Regions from separate parts of the Mus musculus genome. Here regions 1, 3, 4 and 5 are each linked to region 2. The links are chromatin contacts, called in public Hi-C, Micro-C and promoter capture Hi-C maps. All regions are on one chromosome and are shown on one strand. Each heading gives the region's core, a stretch centred on a gene start, on an enhancer-like site or on the middle of the called end of the contact. The rest is flanking DNA. Distances are from core to core; before and after follow the strand shown. Region 1 overlaps Tmc7 (transmembrane channel-like gene family 7). Region 2 holds the start of Smg1 (SMG1 homolog, phosphatidylinositol 3-kinase-related kinase (C. elegans)). Region 3 holds the start of Gde1 (glycerophosphodiester phosphodiesterase 1). Region 4 holds the start of B230311B06Rik (RIKEN cDNA B230311B06 gene). Region 5 has its middle 15 kb from the start of Coq7.

What was found. Promoter capture Hi-C pulls out the DNA fragments that hold promoters and counts their contacts. A called contact is a pair of places that touch in the nucleus more often than the background predicts.
Region 1: a contact with region 2 is called in a promoter capture Hi-C map of liver. The contact joins the enhancer-like site here to the promoter of Smg1 in region 2. A contact is called at or near these places in 4 of 39 promoter capture datasets (the C10 cell line, cranial neural crest, hippocampal neurons and 1 more), 1 of 115 datasets of contacts at active chromatin or transcription factors (embryonic stem cells) and 2 of 9 other capture datasets (adipose tissue and liver).
Region 3: a Micro-C map of embryonic stem cells shows a contact between it and region 2, with 3 times the contacts expected there. The contact joins the promoter of Gde1 here to the promoter of Smg1 in region 2. A contact is called at or near these places in 18 of 39 promoter capture datasets (the 3T3-L1 cell line, 3T3-L1-derived adipocytes, the C10 cell line and 11 more), 9 of 484 Hi-C or Micro-C datasets (B cells, CD8 T cells, LSK cells and 4 more), 6 of 115 datasets of contacts at active chromatin or transcription factors (the SCID.adh cell line, astrocytes, extraembryonic endoderm stem cells and 3 more) and 3 of 9 other capture datasets (adipose tissue, liver and pancreatic islet).
Region 4: a Micro-C map of embryonic stem cells shows a contact between it and region 2, with 4 times the contacts expected there. The contact joins the promoter of B230311B06Rik here to the promoter of Smg1 in region 2. A contact is called at or near these places in 4 of 39 promoter capture datasets (the C10 cell line, cranial neural crest, hippocampal neurons and 1 more), 2 of 484 Hi-C or Micro-C datasets (both in embryonic stem cells), 4 of 115 datasets of contacts at active chromatin or transcription factors (embryonic stem cells, fibro-adipogenic progenitors, microglia and 1 more) and 1 of 9 other capture datasets (pancreatic islet).
Region 5: a contact with region 2 is called in a Hi-C map of cerebral cortex, with 2.9 times the contacts expected there. The contact joins the enhancer-like site here to the promoter of Smg1 in region 2. A contact is called at or near these places in 9 of 39 promoter capture datasets (the C10 cell line, cranial neural crest, hematopoietic stem and progenitor cells and 4 more), 4 of 484 Hi-C or Micro-C datasets (cerebral cortex, erythroblasts, nephron progenitors and 1 more), 2 of 115 datasets of contacts at active chromatin or transcription factors (embryonic forebrain and pancreatic cancer cells) and 3 of 9 other capture datasets (adipose tissue, liver and pancreatic islet).

Annotation. Positions count from the first base shown.
Region 1 is chr7:118,556,127-118,558,826 of GRCm38.p6, forward strand. All of the region lies in intron 5 of Tmc7 (transmembrane channel-like gene family 7), which reads right to left. Among named protein-coding and RNA genes, the nearest start is that of Coq7, 24 kb to the left of the region's middle. Within about 2 kb of position 1,280, at least 20 of the 459 cell types and tissues checked have an H3K27ac peak or open chromatin away from gene starts, as enhancers often do. A contact at or near this core is called in liver, where this site is marked.
Region 2 is chr7:118,242,375-118,245,074 of GRCm38.p6, forward strand. Smg1 (SMG1 homolog, phosphatidylinositol 3-kinase-related kinase (C. elegans)) reads right to left here and starts at 1,263. Exons shown (of 63, transcript NM_001031814.1): 1 at 831-1,263. The coding sequence starts at 916. 4930583K01Rik (RIKEN cDNA 4930583K01 gene) reads left to right here and starts at 1,533. Exons shown (of 2, transcript NR_027879.1): 1 at 1,533-1,591; 2 at 2,354-2,700.
Region 3 is chr7:118,704,407-118,707,106 of GRCm38.p6, forward strand. It overlaps Gde1 (glycerophosphodiester phosphodiesterase 1), which reads right to left and starts at 1,332. Exons shown (of 6, transcript NM_019580.4): 1 at 984-1,332. The coding sequence starts at 1,244.
Region 4 is chr7:118,590,889-118,593,588 of GRCm38.p6, forward strand. It overlaps B230311B06Rik (RIKEN cDNA B230311B06 gene), which reads left to right and starts at 1,397. Exons shown (of 2, transcript NR_169121.1): 1 at 1,397-1,572.
Region 5 is chr7:118,517,502-118,520,201 of GRCm38.p6, forward strand. It overlaps a transcript of Coq7 not described here. Among named protein-coding and RNA genes, the nearest start is that of Coq7, 15 kb to the right of the region's middle. Within about 2 kb of position 1,385, at least 36 of the 459 cell types and tissues checked have an H3K27ac peak or open chromatin away from gene starts, as enhancers often do. A contact at or near this core is called in cerebral cortex and pancreatic cancer cells, where this site is marked.

The DNA of each region.
Region 1 (2,700 bases), core at 30-2,529, 310 kb after region 2:
CAAAATAACTGTTAAGTGCTGGAAATATGTATACTCTTGCAGAGGACCCAAGTTTGGTTTCTAGCACCCACAAACCGAGGGTTCCCAACCTCCTCTAACTCCAGCTCTGGGGGACCTGATGCCCTCTCTTCTGGCCTACAAAGGGAACTGTCTCATGTGCACATACTCCTAACACAGACACATCCATATACACATAACAAAAATTAAATAATTTTTTTAAAGCTAGCTGGTAAATCATATTTAACTTAAAGTGAAAAGAAATCTAGGTCATAATGTCAAAAAGAAAAGTTAAGAATATGTTTAACACAAGTATAAATAGTATATTCTAAAAACTATGATCCATAGTTGAAATAAACATGGGCTGGGGCTGTAGTTGTAGAGTGTTACAGGGCCATTATACACAAGCTTAAACGAGGCATGGGGGCAGACGCCTGTAATCATAGCACTCTGGTGGTAGAAGCAGATGGATTGGAAAGTTAAAATCATCCTTTGAGACACATAACTAGTTGGTGCCAGCCTGGGCTACATGAGACATTATCTCAAAATAACAAAACAAACAAACAAAAGAACCAATGAAAAATAAATTAATGGAGAGGTGCTTTTGGCCTAGTACTTCCACATCAACACTCCACAAATTGGTCTACAGAACCAGCACGGTCCCAATCAGAGCCCCAGCTGGCCTCATTAGAAACAACAGGCTGGTCTTAAAGTTTAGATGTAGCTGCAAGGGAGTCAGTGGCCAAAGCAACCTTGACAAAAAGGAGTAAAGTTGGAAGTCTTGTCTCCTGGGCTTACTGCAAAGCAAACTCAAGATCATCCAGTGCAGGCATAAAACAGGCCCAGAAGCCAGACATATTGGCCTTTAATTCCATCACTTGGGAAAGAGGTAGGTAGATTTCTGTGAGTTCAGGGCCAGCCTTGTCTACATAGTGAGACCCTGTCTAAAACAAAAGCAAATAACAAAACCAGATACACATAGCAGAAAAACAGAACAAAGCACCTATGTATCTCCAGCCAGCAGGTTTTTAGTAGAGGGGAAAACATGTCTTCTCAACAAACAATAGACACACAGAGAGCCAAATCATATAAACATCAGCTTAAAGTGGATCAGGGATCTAAGCATTAGAGGTAAACACACAAAAATGCTGGGAAGTTTAAGGTCTGCCTGAGCCAAAAAGCAAAATTCTGTTTAAAAATAAACAAAAAGATGACAAAGTCCTCGATGAAAATAGACTGAACCTCTGAACCTGTAAACCAGCCCCATTGAAATGTTTTTCTTCATAGAGTTGCTGTGGTCAAGGTGTCTCATTACAGCAGTAAAACCCTAACTAAGAAACAGAGTCAGAGGGCAAGAGAGCCTAGAAGGTAAATTTCCTGACTTCTAAAGGAGCCTGTTTTCAGAAGCCAAGCTTGTCATCTTACCTCTGGCCCTCTTTCTTCCTGTTGGGCCTATTTCAGTGTGAAGTGACAACAATAGCAAGAAATAAAGCCCATTCCTCAGTCACAGAGGCCACATCTCAAGAGCTCAGGAGCCCATGGCTCCCTCATGGGACCGACAGACTCAGGCTGCTCTCCAGAACACTGTAGGAAGTTCTTTTGGACAGGGTTGCTTAAGCACGCTTCCTGGGTTGCACATCTGTGATCATGTGCCACTAACTGTCCTGCAAAACATACTAACACATGGTGCTTTGGGGGATGCAATGAAAGAAATGGGGCTACTCAGTGAACTCCTGTCTTGAGAAACCAAAAAGGAGGAGGAGATGGAGAGGAATAAGGAAGATGGCAGCTCCGAGCTTGGTTCCACAATTTCTTTTTCTTTTTCTCTTTCTTTTCTCTTTCTTTTCTTTTCTTTTCTTTTCTTTTCTTTTCCTTTCCTTTCCTTTCCTTTCCCTTTCTTCCTTCCTTCCTTCCTTCCTTCCTTCCTTCATTTCTTCTTTTTTAATGAGACAGGGCATCACTATGCATGCCTGATTGTAGACCAAGCGGGCCAAGAACTCACAGAAATCCACCTGCTCTGCCTCTTGTGCTAGGAACAAAGGCATGCACCATTATGATCAGTCAAGTCTTGCTTTCAGTAACAATGACTTCAGGCAAGCTGCTGAGTTCTTCTCCTTTGCGAGCTTCCATTTTCTCAAGTACATATCTGGCATTTGACTGTGCACCCAACCACCAGAGCTGTTCTGAAGAAAACATTGACTTTGGAAACATAAAAACACCTCCAGCCTCCCCACAATATTAAATGAAATGGACAGATTCCAGGCCTTTTACTTGTCTATTCAGAAAAGCAGCAAGTTCTATGGCGTGGCATTTTAGTACTAGCAACTTCCAGGAAGATGGTTTAATCTGTACGCTAAATGCATTCTATCTGAAATGCCTGGAACCAAAAGCGTCTGCGACCTCAGACCTGTTCAGAATTGAGATTTTCCCCAGAGAGTTCACCAGATGAATGTCCATCAGCAGACAACCACAAATGCAAGGCAACAAAGGCAGCAGAGAGCAGGAAAGGCAGCAGGGGGTAGTACTTCCTGAACTCTAGTGGAAGGTCTAGGTGAGCAGAGGACTGCAACCCCTTTCCTCTGTTCACTGTCAACGCTGGCATTGCCTCTCACTGTGTAGCCTAGGCTCGCCTGACAATCCTTCTGTCTCTCCACCTGCACCACAGAGCACCACTCAGGACTCCAAAGCGCTGTCAGTGTACAG
Region 2 (2,700 bases), core at 13-2,512:
TACTTCAAAGAATACATCAACTTCTACTGAAAGACAGGTTTTATACATTTAGGAAGTCCTAGGCACTGTTAAAGCTCAAGTAGTCTCTGAATACTTGAAGCCTTTACTCAGCAAAGAATGGGAACCTACATTAAGTATAACCAGTCCATAATCAGAAAGAACTGACTAGAAATAGTTTTTCTTTCGTATTTTTCTCTTAATATTTTAAATCCAACCAGACTCCAATTCCTTCATGCAAAACGAAATTTCTCTACTCCTGAGAATACAAATTCACTCCAAAGCGCCCTGGGAAATTACTGTTTCCAGAAAAACTATTTCTGCAGTTGGGGAAAACTTAAAATGCCCCAGTGCCTGATTGTGTCGATTTCATTCACAGTCCCATAATCTCATCTTTTGGTCGACTAACATCCTGTCTAAAGTCAGAGGAAGACCTCGGTAGAGTTCTCAGCTTTTAAAATACATTAATTAACACGTGGGAGTCCAGAAGGACGCAGAGTTAAGGTGGTCTTTGGCATGAGGACTGGACGCGGAGCCGAGGAAGTTAATAGGTAACAGGGAGGGTTCCTGGACCTCAAATCTCAACTTGGAGTTAGACGGCAGTGGAACGTCCTCCTCCACCCAAGCTCAGAGCCACTGCTCCAGCCATCCGGCTGAGGCGGCCAGCCGGGCACAGAGGCCTCCGCTGCCCGCAGCTTTCCTGCCGGACCAGGCCCGGAGGACACCCAGGAAGCCGCGCCCGGCTCCAGGGACCGCGGGCCTAGGCCGCGCCTCCCAGTCCCGCGGGCCTAGGCCTCGGCCAGCTCCAGGCGAGGCTCGACGCGGTCACCCACCTGGGTTGCCAGTCATTCCAGCTCCGCGGGTACTTGGTGCCGCCGCCGCCGCTGCTCAGCCGAGACCCCGGGGCTCTGCGGCTCATTACCTTCCCCGACACGACATGGCCAAGCGCCGCCGCCCGAAGAAGCGCGAGTCGCCGCCTGAACCGGCCGCCGCCGACACTGCGATCTGGCCCGGGGCTGAGGAGGAAGCCGCGGAGGGGGCGGCGGAGGGCGGGGGAGGCGGACGGCCGTTCCGGGTTCCGCTGGAGCCCGCAACGCAGGAGCAGGAGGCGGGAGCGGCGCGGCGAGGGGGAGGCGGAGGCAGGCGAGGCGACGTCTCTTCCAGGGCAGCGCGCGGCCCGCGACGCTGGGGCCCAGGAGGACGAGGACAGCGAGGAGGCGGTGGCGGCGGCTCCTCACGCTCACACGGCCACGGCTTCCCCGCCTCCCGGCTCCGCCCGCCGCGCCGCCGCTGCCGCACGGCATGCTGGGAGCGAGGGGCGGTGCCGGCGCCCTAGGAGCCTGGAGAGGGGCGGGGCTCGGGGTGAAAGGCGGGGCTATTGGTCACAGAATATGGACTAGAGGCGGGGCTTATGACAGGGGTAGGGTCACCTAGGAGGGGCGGTGCCGGCGCGCCCCAAGCCTGGAGAAGAAGGGCGGGACTAGTTGGGGCGTGGTCTGTGGCTGCTGAACCTGGAGAGGGGAGGGGCGAAAGTCAAAAGGCGGGACCTGCTCGAGAGGCACTGGAGTTCTGAGAGCCTAGACTTCAAGGCGAGGTCCGCGTTCGCGTAGCTAAAAGGGGTGGGGCTTTGAGGAGAAGGCGAGAACTACTGGAGAGCAGGGACCCGAGCGGACCTCCCTGGGCCTCCTGAGCAGCAGCTCTGTCTGCGGGTGGTAGAGAGCAATGTGGACTCGTCGCGGGGCATCATGGGAGAGGGGATCTCCACCCCGGGTCCACACACGCCCTCCCATACACTCGGAGGACCGGCAGTCAGGTGTGAACAGGCGTCCAATGGAGGACAGGAGGGGGAGCGTGCCCTTGAGCGCTAATGCGCGCACACAGATGTGCCCTTGGCGCTCACGTGCGTCCACCTGCCTGCCACCGTCTTAAGGGAAAAAGTCAGAATAGTAAAATCGAGGAAGGGGAAGTGAAAGCGACACCTTTTCAACCCCTACCTGAAATGTCATGCAGTCCTGGTACATATTTTCCAAAAGTGAAAAACAACGCCTGCTTCCTGCCCCATGAACTGTGCTCTGTAATCTGGTTCCTTCTAGTAGTAAGAGGCCTGTTACCCACACTCTCCTGAAAGAATTCGATAAAGCACTGGGCACATTATGTGAACGCAATATACTCCTTTGTGTGCGTGTTTACATGTGAAGTACAGAGAACAACCTCAAGTGTTGCTCATAAGCCTCCAGCTACCATGTATTTTGAGGCAAGGTCTCTCTCTCACTAGCTGGCCAGAGAGCCCCACGAATCTTCTGTTTCCTCAACGCTGGCTTTACAAACGGTGACACCATTTCTGGCTTTTTTTCAGGTGGTTTCTCGTGTGTGCGGGGCAAGCACTTTAATGACTGAGCTATCTCCCTAGCTGCAGGCTCAACTTTAAAAATAGCCGAGATACACATCAAGCAAGTATTTAAACCTTTTCCACATAAAGTTTTTAGGCCATCCATCGTTTTGCCTCACAAGAGAAGTATGTATACATCACTTAAGTAATTCAAAATTGTTACCAAGGACATGGCTCAGAAAGTAGAATGCTCAAAGCAGGAGCAAGCACGAATCACTGGGTTCCATCCCCAGCACCCCATAAATGCAGCATGACGATGTGTCTGTAACCCTAGCATTCAAGAAATGGAAACCGGAAGTTGTTCAGGCTCACCT
Region 3 (2,700 bases), core at 82-2,581, 460 kb after region 2:
AGGTGTGACGTCACTCCACATACTTCTTTCATGCTATTTTTTTGATCTACAATTAAACCCACAGATGCAAGGCCAACACGTATGAAGGCTGACTGTAGTGCACTGAAGTCCATAATCCACTGAAATGCTCTTGCCATACAAGCTGACATTAATCTGAAAACAGAAGGCTTCCAAGGGCAAAGGGCTATTAAAATTCTCCTGGGTGCCTTATGGAAAGGGGAAGCAAATATTGACAGAGGAGTCTGGCTGCCAGGGTTGACGACTATGATGAAGGTGTATTTGGAAAGAGGCCATAAAGATAATATCCAAGTAATACAGAGGACAGAAATACACCCTGTGATAAGGGTGATTAAGAATATCTTGCTAGTTGGTGGTGGTGGGTGTCTTTAGTCCCAGCACTTTAACCCCACCAGGCAGGTGGATCTGAGTTGAGGCCAGTCTGATAAGTTCAAGGAGTGGACTACAGAGAAACCCTGTCTCGAAAAAAAGAGAGAAATCCCATTTACTAACAAGAACCCATTTGACCTAGTTCATATCTTAATTCATCCATACACTAGAGTTTGTTCTGCTCCTCGAAGCCAGCACCACATATAAGCCTGTTGTGTTGTGTTGCTACCTTACCACTCCAACATAAACCTCACCTCAGGCCCTTTGCACTTGCCATCGGCATCCTGGAACACTTCCCACTGATTCCAACCTTGTAATTCTAGTTCACAGTTCACAAATATCTAGTTCATAGAAAACTACTGCTACATAATGCACTGCCCCACCCTAAAGTAGCCTCATATGTTATCTCTCCCAACCCAGATGAAAGCCCTGTCAAAGGAGTCGTGCCTGGCTGCCATCCCAGCGTCTGGCACATACCAAGTCTTACAATTACCCGCGGAATTCTAGAAATAGCTGAAGTGGGGAGGGATGCGGAGCCGGGAGGAGAAGAAGAGATGTCAGCGGCGGAGCAGGCCCGAGGCGTGCGCGGGGCTCACCTGCCGGATGGCCGCCAGCGTGTTCTCGGGCGCGTCGTGGCTGCCGCCGCGATGGGCGATGGCGGACACGCGGTCACGGGGCTTGAGCACCTGCAGGGCCCGGCGGGACGGCACCGGCTCGAAGCTGAAGAACCGCAGCAGGATGTAGAGGCTGCCGGTGAGCACGCAGGCGTTGAAGGGGCTGCGTGTCACCACCAGCAGCAGCACCAGCACGAAGGAGAAGGGGCCCAGGAGGCCGCCCTGGTCCTCCCACAGCCACATGCCGGCGCCTGCACCGGCACGGACCGGAGCCCCGGACCTGCCGGGCGACGCGTAGACGCCGAGGTACTGGCCACAGCCGGAACCCTCCGCTGGGAGCAGCGCTGCACAATGGCGCCGACGGACCCATCTCGAGAAAGAGCCCGCCCTCCAGCCAATCAGAGTCCCGGAGCTTCGGCGTTGGGGGGCCGGAACCGCTGTCATGGCAACAGGAGCAGGCCCTTGCCCCAGGCCTGGGTTCCAAGGGCGCTTCGGGTTATGTAAAGTGAGGACAAGACTTAGACCCTGTCCTTCAGACTTAGTGGAAGGAGGGTGACACGGTCAAAGTTTCTTAGTGACCTTGTATCTGACCTCGAGGAAACTAAAGGCTTTGACTTTAAAAGGAACAGGATGTTTAACCTGCTTATTCAAAATGTGCCAGTAGTGTTTCCAGAGTTCTTCTGGGTCAGAGACAGGGCCTGTAATGAGCCAGGCTTACCCTGGAGCTGTAATAAGTTACGCTCCATGAACCAAACAAAAAAAAAAGTAAAAAGCAGAGAAATGGACACACCGGGAAGAAATCTAGTAAAGCACACCCACAAGTCCGTTTTCAGGGTTCTGACGGGAGGTTTAGGTTTAAATAGAGGGCAAGAGGCATGCTTGGCTAAGAAGCCCCGCCCATCATTGACCACTTAGTTCCAGTCTGTTCAGAAAGGTCCGGGACCTTCAGAACCCTTTGAACTTACAGAAAAGATACATTTTTTTCCAGGCTGGACACAGGCTCTAAGCCCTTTCCTTCTCTCAAAATCAGACTCCTAAGGAAATTCCAATTTCCTGCGGTCCATGCCTCAAAATAATATCAAGAAGGGTGACTTACAAATGTCTCTTTGGAATATCTTCATTCTTGCAAGGGCTGTTTCCACCAGGACACATGTCTGCATTTAGTGAAAGTACCTTCCCCTTGCGGGAAGTAGTATTGAGCACGATAACAAGACAAGGAAAATTAAGGGACCGTGGGAAGGAAAAAGAGCTCTTACTAGAAGTGTGGTTAAAGCCTCTTGACTTTAAGCATCAAGAATTCCTGCATGGGTAGCCCACATTCCTTTTATATGGAGATGCTTCAAGTTAGAATGTTCAAATAGCAACAAATCTAAAGGTCTAATATATGGCTTTTCTCCTTTTCCATCTGCAAGCCTGCAATTTGCTAGGAATCTCGTTGACAGTAAAGATGCGTTCACCTCCTTGTGGGACCTTTGTGAATCATGGTTTTATCTTAAGGATTGTGGCTCTTCTCAGTGTGCCCAGAAAGCCACCTTAAATCTCATTTATTGGGCTGGAGAGCTGACTCAATGATTGGGAGTACTGGCTGCTCTTCCAGAGGAACTGAGTTCAATCCCCAGCCTACATATGGTAACTCATTTAATTCCAGAGGCTCTAACACCCTTCTCTGGCCACTGTGGGCATGGTATATAACATTTTA
Region 4 (2,700 bases), core at 147-2,646, 350 kb after region 2:
GACCTGCATGCATTCCCTACCCTCCTTGACCCTTGACCCTCTTCTCTAGGCCTCCTTCTCTTGTGGCATTTACCATTCTTTAACAGCTTGCCTTCCTGGTAATTGTGGCATTATTGTGGCTGTCAGCCTACCCCAGTACAACAGAACGTAAGTCCCATGGTAGGAATGGTCTGTGGTCATGGCAGATCACCAAGAAGTTCATTAGGCTTGTGGGAATTAATGGATGGAGGAGGGGAGACTCTTTCTCTCAGAGATTGCTCAATAACTATTACTCATTCATTCATTTTACTGGTATTGGAATTCTGTCGGGACTCCACCCCCCACAGTTAGCTGGCAAAAGCCAGGTAGGCCTGGCCCACTATAAAAGGGGCTGCTTGCCCCCTCCCCTCTCTCTTGTCTCTCTTCTCTTGCCTCTTGCTCTCCCTCTCTCTGCATTCCCTTCCTCCATTTCCCCACGTGGCCATGGCCAGCCTCTACTTCTATACTCTCTCTCTCTCTCTCTCTCTCTCTCTGTGTCTCTCTCTGTCTCTACTACCCTCTTGACTCTCCTCCCCATGCCCTAAATAAACTCTATTCTACACTATACCATCATGTGGCTGGTCCCTCAAGGAGAAGGGATGCCTTGGCATGAGCCTGTCAAGGCGTCCCCTTCCCCATACCTCACCACACCCCCCATAAAACATATTCTTATACCCTTTTTTTCTTAATAATCTTTTTATAACAACTGGCGTGTTTGTTTTGTTTTGTTTTTGAGAAGTGGAAAGGGAAGGAGTCAGAGTCTCATGCATCCCATGTATCCATCCCATCAAATCCACTATGAATGATCTTGAACTTCTAACCTACCTGCCTCTGCTTCCTAAGTGCTGGGGTTGCAGGTGTACACTGCCATTCTGTTTTATGAGTGTGGGGCTCAAACCCCAGGATTCTTTCATGCTGGATAAATTACTAATGAAGCTGTATTCCTGGCTCTTTTTGTTTTGAGACAGATCTCATTATGCAGTTTATCCTTGCCTCAAGCTAGATTCCCCTGCCTCAGCCTCCCAGGCAGTGCTTTGGCAGGAACTCACACCACCAACCCTAATGAAACCTGGTGCCTCCTCGTGTGCTGGGTGAGTGCTCTCTGGTGGGCTTTCTGTGCCTCTGTCACTTTCACAGTGTGTACTTGAGCCTAACGGAGCACTGGACTCTTCCATATAGCAGAATTTGGTAGAGTAAGCTGGCATACTTTTCTCATGGTAAGTGGCCTTTTACTATGGGGTGTCCACCATGATTCCTCAGGACAGACAGAAGGAGTGTCCCTCCTCTCTTCCACACTCTGGCCTCCTCACTTCCCAAGGTCCCCCACAGATGTACTTCCGGTCCATCTGGAAAACATTTCCCTCCTACGGAGGTAATGACTTCCGCCTGTACCCATTCCCATCAGCCCTGCTACACTGTCCTGCTCTGAGTTCTGACTACTCTCTGTCTCTAGGGAGGACTTGGCTGAAATCTCCGAGGCAGGAGATGAATCCTGATGAGAGCCAAAGTTTCTCTGAGGTGGCTCATGGCCTAGACGCTGCTGCCCAGAACGCTGTGAGTGGGGGAAGGGAAAGTTCCCTTTGGCTATTGTTGCAGACAGACAGCAGGACACCAGCACACACACTCAGCAGCTGCCCTCGTGGGTATTTGTTATAAGGCTGTTGAGCTCCAAGGGCTCCTTTTGGGAGGACCATGCTGTTCTGGTATGTCATCATTCCAACTTTCTCATGGTAAGCTGTCATTTCCAGAGAGAGAGAGAGTGAAAAATGAGACAGCCTTGGATCAGCAAATGGTTCTTCACTCACTGGCTGTGCGATCCAAGGCTTGTTACTAAGCCTCTCTGTGCTTCTGCTCTCTCATCTATTTTCTCCCCTTTCCTTCTTTCCTCTTTTAGATAAGAGCTTGCTAGGTAACCCAGGCAGGCTTTAAACTTAAAATATTCCTGCTTCAAGCCACCAGAGTTCAGGGATCATGGGTCTGCATGACCAAACCTGACTCTCTTCCTATATCAGTGGTATCTGTTCCTCTGTTTAAAAAAAGCATTAGCTGGACCTGGATTGTGCAGACAGGGAGAGGTGTGGGTTTGACTCCTAATGTGACCTGGGTATCTGGGAGCTATAACCAAGGAGCAGGCTGGAGGTTGCTGATAGGAAATTACCAGGACAGAATATTAGAGCTGTATTAGTTAAGTTGCTCTGAGCAGATTGGAGGAGGGAGGACTTAGTTTATTCCAGATTTCAGAGGCGTTGGTCCAACTTCTATCATGCTGGCCAAGAAGCAGAGAGAGGGATGGTAGCAAGAAAGAGGTGAGGGCAGAGCATCTCGCGTCCACCCCTGCTTCCTCCCAGGGGTGCCATCTAGATGGGAATTCATCAAAATACAAGGTCAGAACCTGCAGTATCTAACTGTGAGCAATCTGTCACACACACAGCAGGATGGAATGTCTCATTAATCATGAGGTGATTCGAACTCCAATCAGGACGACTGTGGCGACTAGCCACCACAGGGAGTTAAGGAGGTTTCTATCTAGGCTGAGCTGATGAAACTGTCACTGCAGATAGATCAGGTGACAGATACCATCTAGGAAGGAGGCCCACTCAGTGAGGGGCAGCAGGTATTAGGGCTCCTTCTTCCTAAATGACTGTGCAAGGCTCTCTGGCAACACTAGAGTTCACAGGGGAG
Region 5 (2,700 bases), core at 135-2,634, 280 kb after region 2:
GAATACGTCCATGGAGGGCAGCCTGCAGCAGTCCTGGAATTAACTTACTTCTCAATATGGCCTGCACTTCTGAGCTCCCATGTGGGGTTTAAAAGATATACAGCCCCTAGGCCTGACCTGGGAGTCTCTGCTTCAGTAGGTAGAGTAGAGTCTGTAGAGTTTGCCTGTTGATTCTGATATGCCGGCTCAGTTAAAAAATAAAATCAAAAGCCAAAGATGAAGCCTGTGAATGTTCTGTGTAATCCCTAGGAAGAGAAATAGACTTTTATATGTAGATGTGACAGTTAATATTGATTGTCAATAGCTTCCAGAATCACGGAGGAGACAAGGCTCTAGGCATGCTTGTATGGTTGAGGGAGTTTCTAGATTGGGTTAGCCTCTGGGCATGCTTACGAGGGAGCCTTCCTGATTGTCTGGTCCATGGATTGGAGTCCTCCTGCACTGAGTAAGGAGAGTGAGCAGCAGTGGGCAGTGAGCAGCAGTGAGCAACAGTGGGCAGCAGTGAGCAGCAGTGAGCAGCAGTGAGCAGCAGTGGGCAGTGAGCAGCAGTGAGCAGTGAGCAGCAGTGGGCAGCAGTGAGCAGCAGTGAGCAGCAGTGGGCAGTAAGCAGCAGTGGGCAGCAGCTCTGTTCTTGCCAGCACCAGAAGGTGCAATGGGACCAGCCAGGCTCCTCCAGCTCCCACTGCCAGACCTCCCCGACCATGAGGGACTATATCAAGAAAACTATATGAACCAAAAACGAGTCCTTTCTCCCATATGTTGCTTATGTCTGGGTATTTTTATCATCACAGCAAAGAAAGTACCTAAGAGAGAAAGCTGCATGAAGAACGGAGAAAATCTCAAAACCAAACCAAAACAGAAACAAACACAGAAGAGGAAAAAAAAAAAAAAAAAAAAAGAAAGAAAGAAAAGAAAAGAAAAGAAAAGAAAAGAAAAGAAAAGAAAAGAAAAGAAAAGAAAAGGAATTCAGGGGATGGCCCCAGGTGAGAGTTGGGGCTGTGCAGGAAGAGCAGGATCTATCAGGTGCTGCCTGGCGCTGGCTGCTGGCACCTCGCAAGGAAACCCTGGACAGGGAGGGACTGACTGGCTGCTCCCTCCCATATTCTCATCTCTCTCCCTTTTTCTGAGAAAGCAAATGAATCCATCAGGACAAGGACACTGAAGCTATGTGAGCATTGCCACCAGGAGCCCTCCAGCTCACCCTCCCAAGGCAATGCTCAGGTGTGACATTTGGGGATGCTCTCCTTTTGCAGCAGAGATCCAAGGGTGGCATTGCCAGGGCCAAGTTACCACCTTGTGGCAGTTCTCTGCCTCTCCCAGGTGCCTTCACCCAAGCCAGCTGAGACTGCCTGCAGGCGGCCACACTCCCGCCTCGGGCTCCGCTCGGTTCGCGCGCGCCCTCTGGAGGCCACCGGAGTCGTGGGCCGTTCCTCGGGAGGCGTCCAGGCGTGGTCCTGTGACAAAGGACCCTGGAGCTGCAGACAGCCCTGGGGAGCACTGAAGACCTGCTGTAAATGGCCGGCTTTATGTGTTTACTCGCTTTCCCTGAGTAGGATTGGCGTGCTCCCTTTCCCAAAATCAAGGTTCAAGCTGGGTTATACAGGTGTTTGCAAGGTCCTGGGGTGAGGCTCAAAGAGAGTGTGGTCCCCAACAGAGTTCAACTCTTGCACCATGGGGACTGGACAAGTAGTTCCATCGTTCCCGATCTTCTGCAGCAAGGCCCAGAGCTGCAACCAGTAGTCACCAATAAAAATCCCACCTTGAGCTACAAGTTCAAGTGGTCCCCTGAAGCAACAGAGCCAGGCAATAGAGAAACAGATTCGTAGTGAGCCGTTAGTTACCATGTCTGTCTCCAGCCACATCCACACAATCATTCCACCCAAGTCTAGCCAAGTCAACCAAGGAACCTAATGGCAATTTACAAGTGGCACACCACGGAGAAAAGTCTCTCCAGATGTAACCATTAACCAGGGATGGTAGGCACTACCAAACAGAAACTACCAAGGAACCTGTGGGGGTCCTGGCAGCCACACTTGGCCAGGATGTAGATTCTGACTGGGGGTGGAGGGGCAGCCTCAAATTGTATTTGCCCCCTGCTCTCTGGTTGGTACCATTGTAGGGAGGGAGGGTGGGCATGAAGAGAAACCCAGGTCAGCTGCCTGTGGAAACACAGTGCTTGCAGAGACTGCCCGTTCATCATCCTGGCATCAGCCCTGGGTTCTGTCCAACTTTAAATCGTATTTCCCTGAAAGGTCAGAGTGGTAAGGAAAGGGGAGACAAGGAAACACTGTGGCCATGTGAGGACATGCTGCGACGACGGGAGGAGGAGTCGGAACCTCTCTGGAAGCTCTCAGAAGCATCAAGCACCAGCCCTTCATTTTGAAGGGGAGGCTAAACACACAGGAGCTGACTGTCACACCCTTCATGTGGCTGGGGCATCTGGCTCAAGAGTGTTGCTATGGGGAGGGCCATAGTACTGACTATGCCACAATCAGAAGATACTCTCGGAACCTCTGCCCACCACTGGAGACGTAGAGACCAGAGGACCCTTGGAGGCATATGGCCTGCCAGCCCACTGAATCCATCGGCTCCAGGTTCACTGAGAGACCTGTCTCAAACAATAAGGCAGAGAGAGAGTGGCAGAGAAAGACAGCTACCTGTGACCTTTTGCCTCTCTCCATGCACTGACCCCCCTCCCAC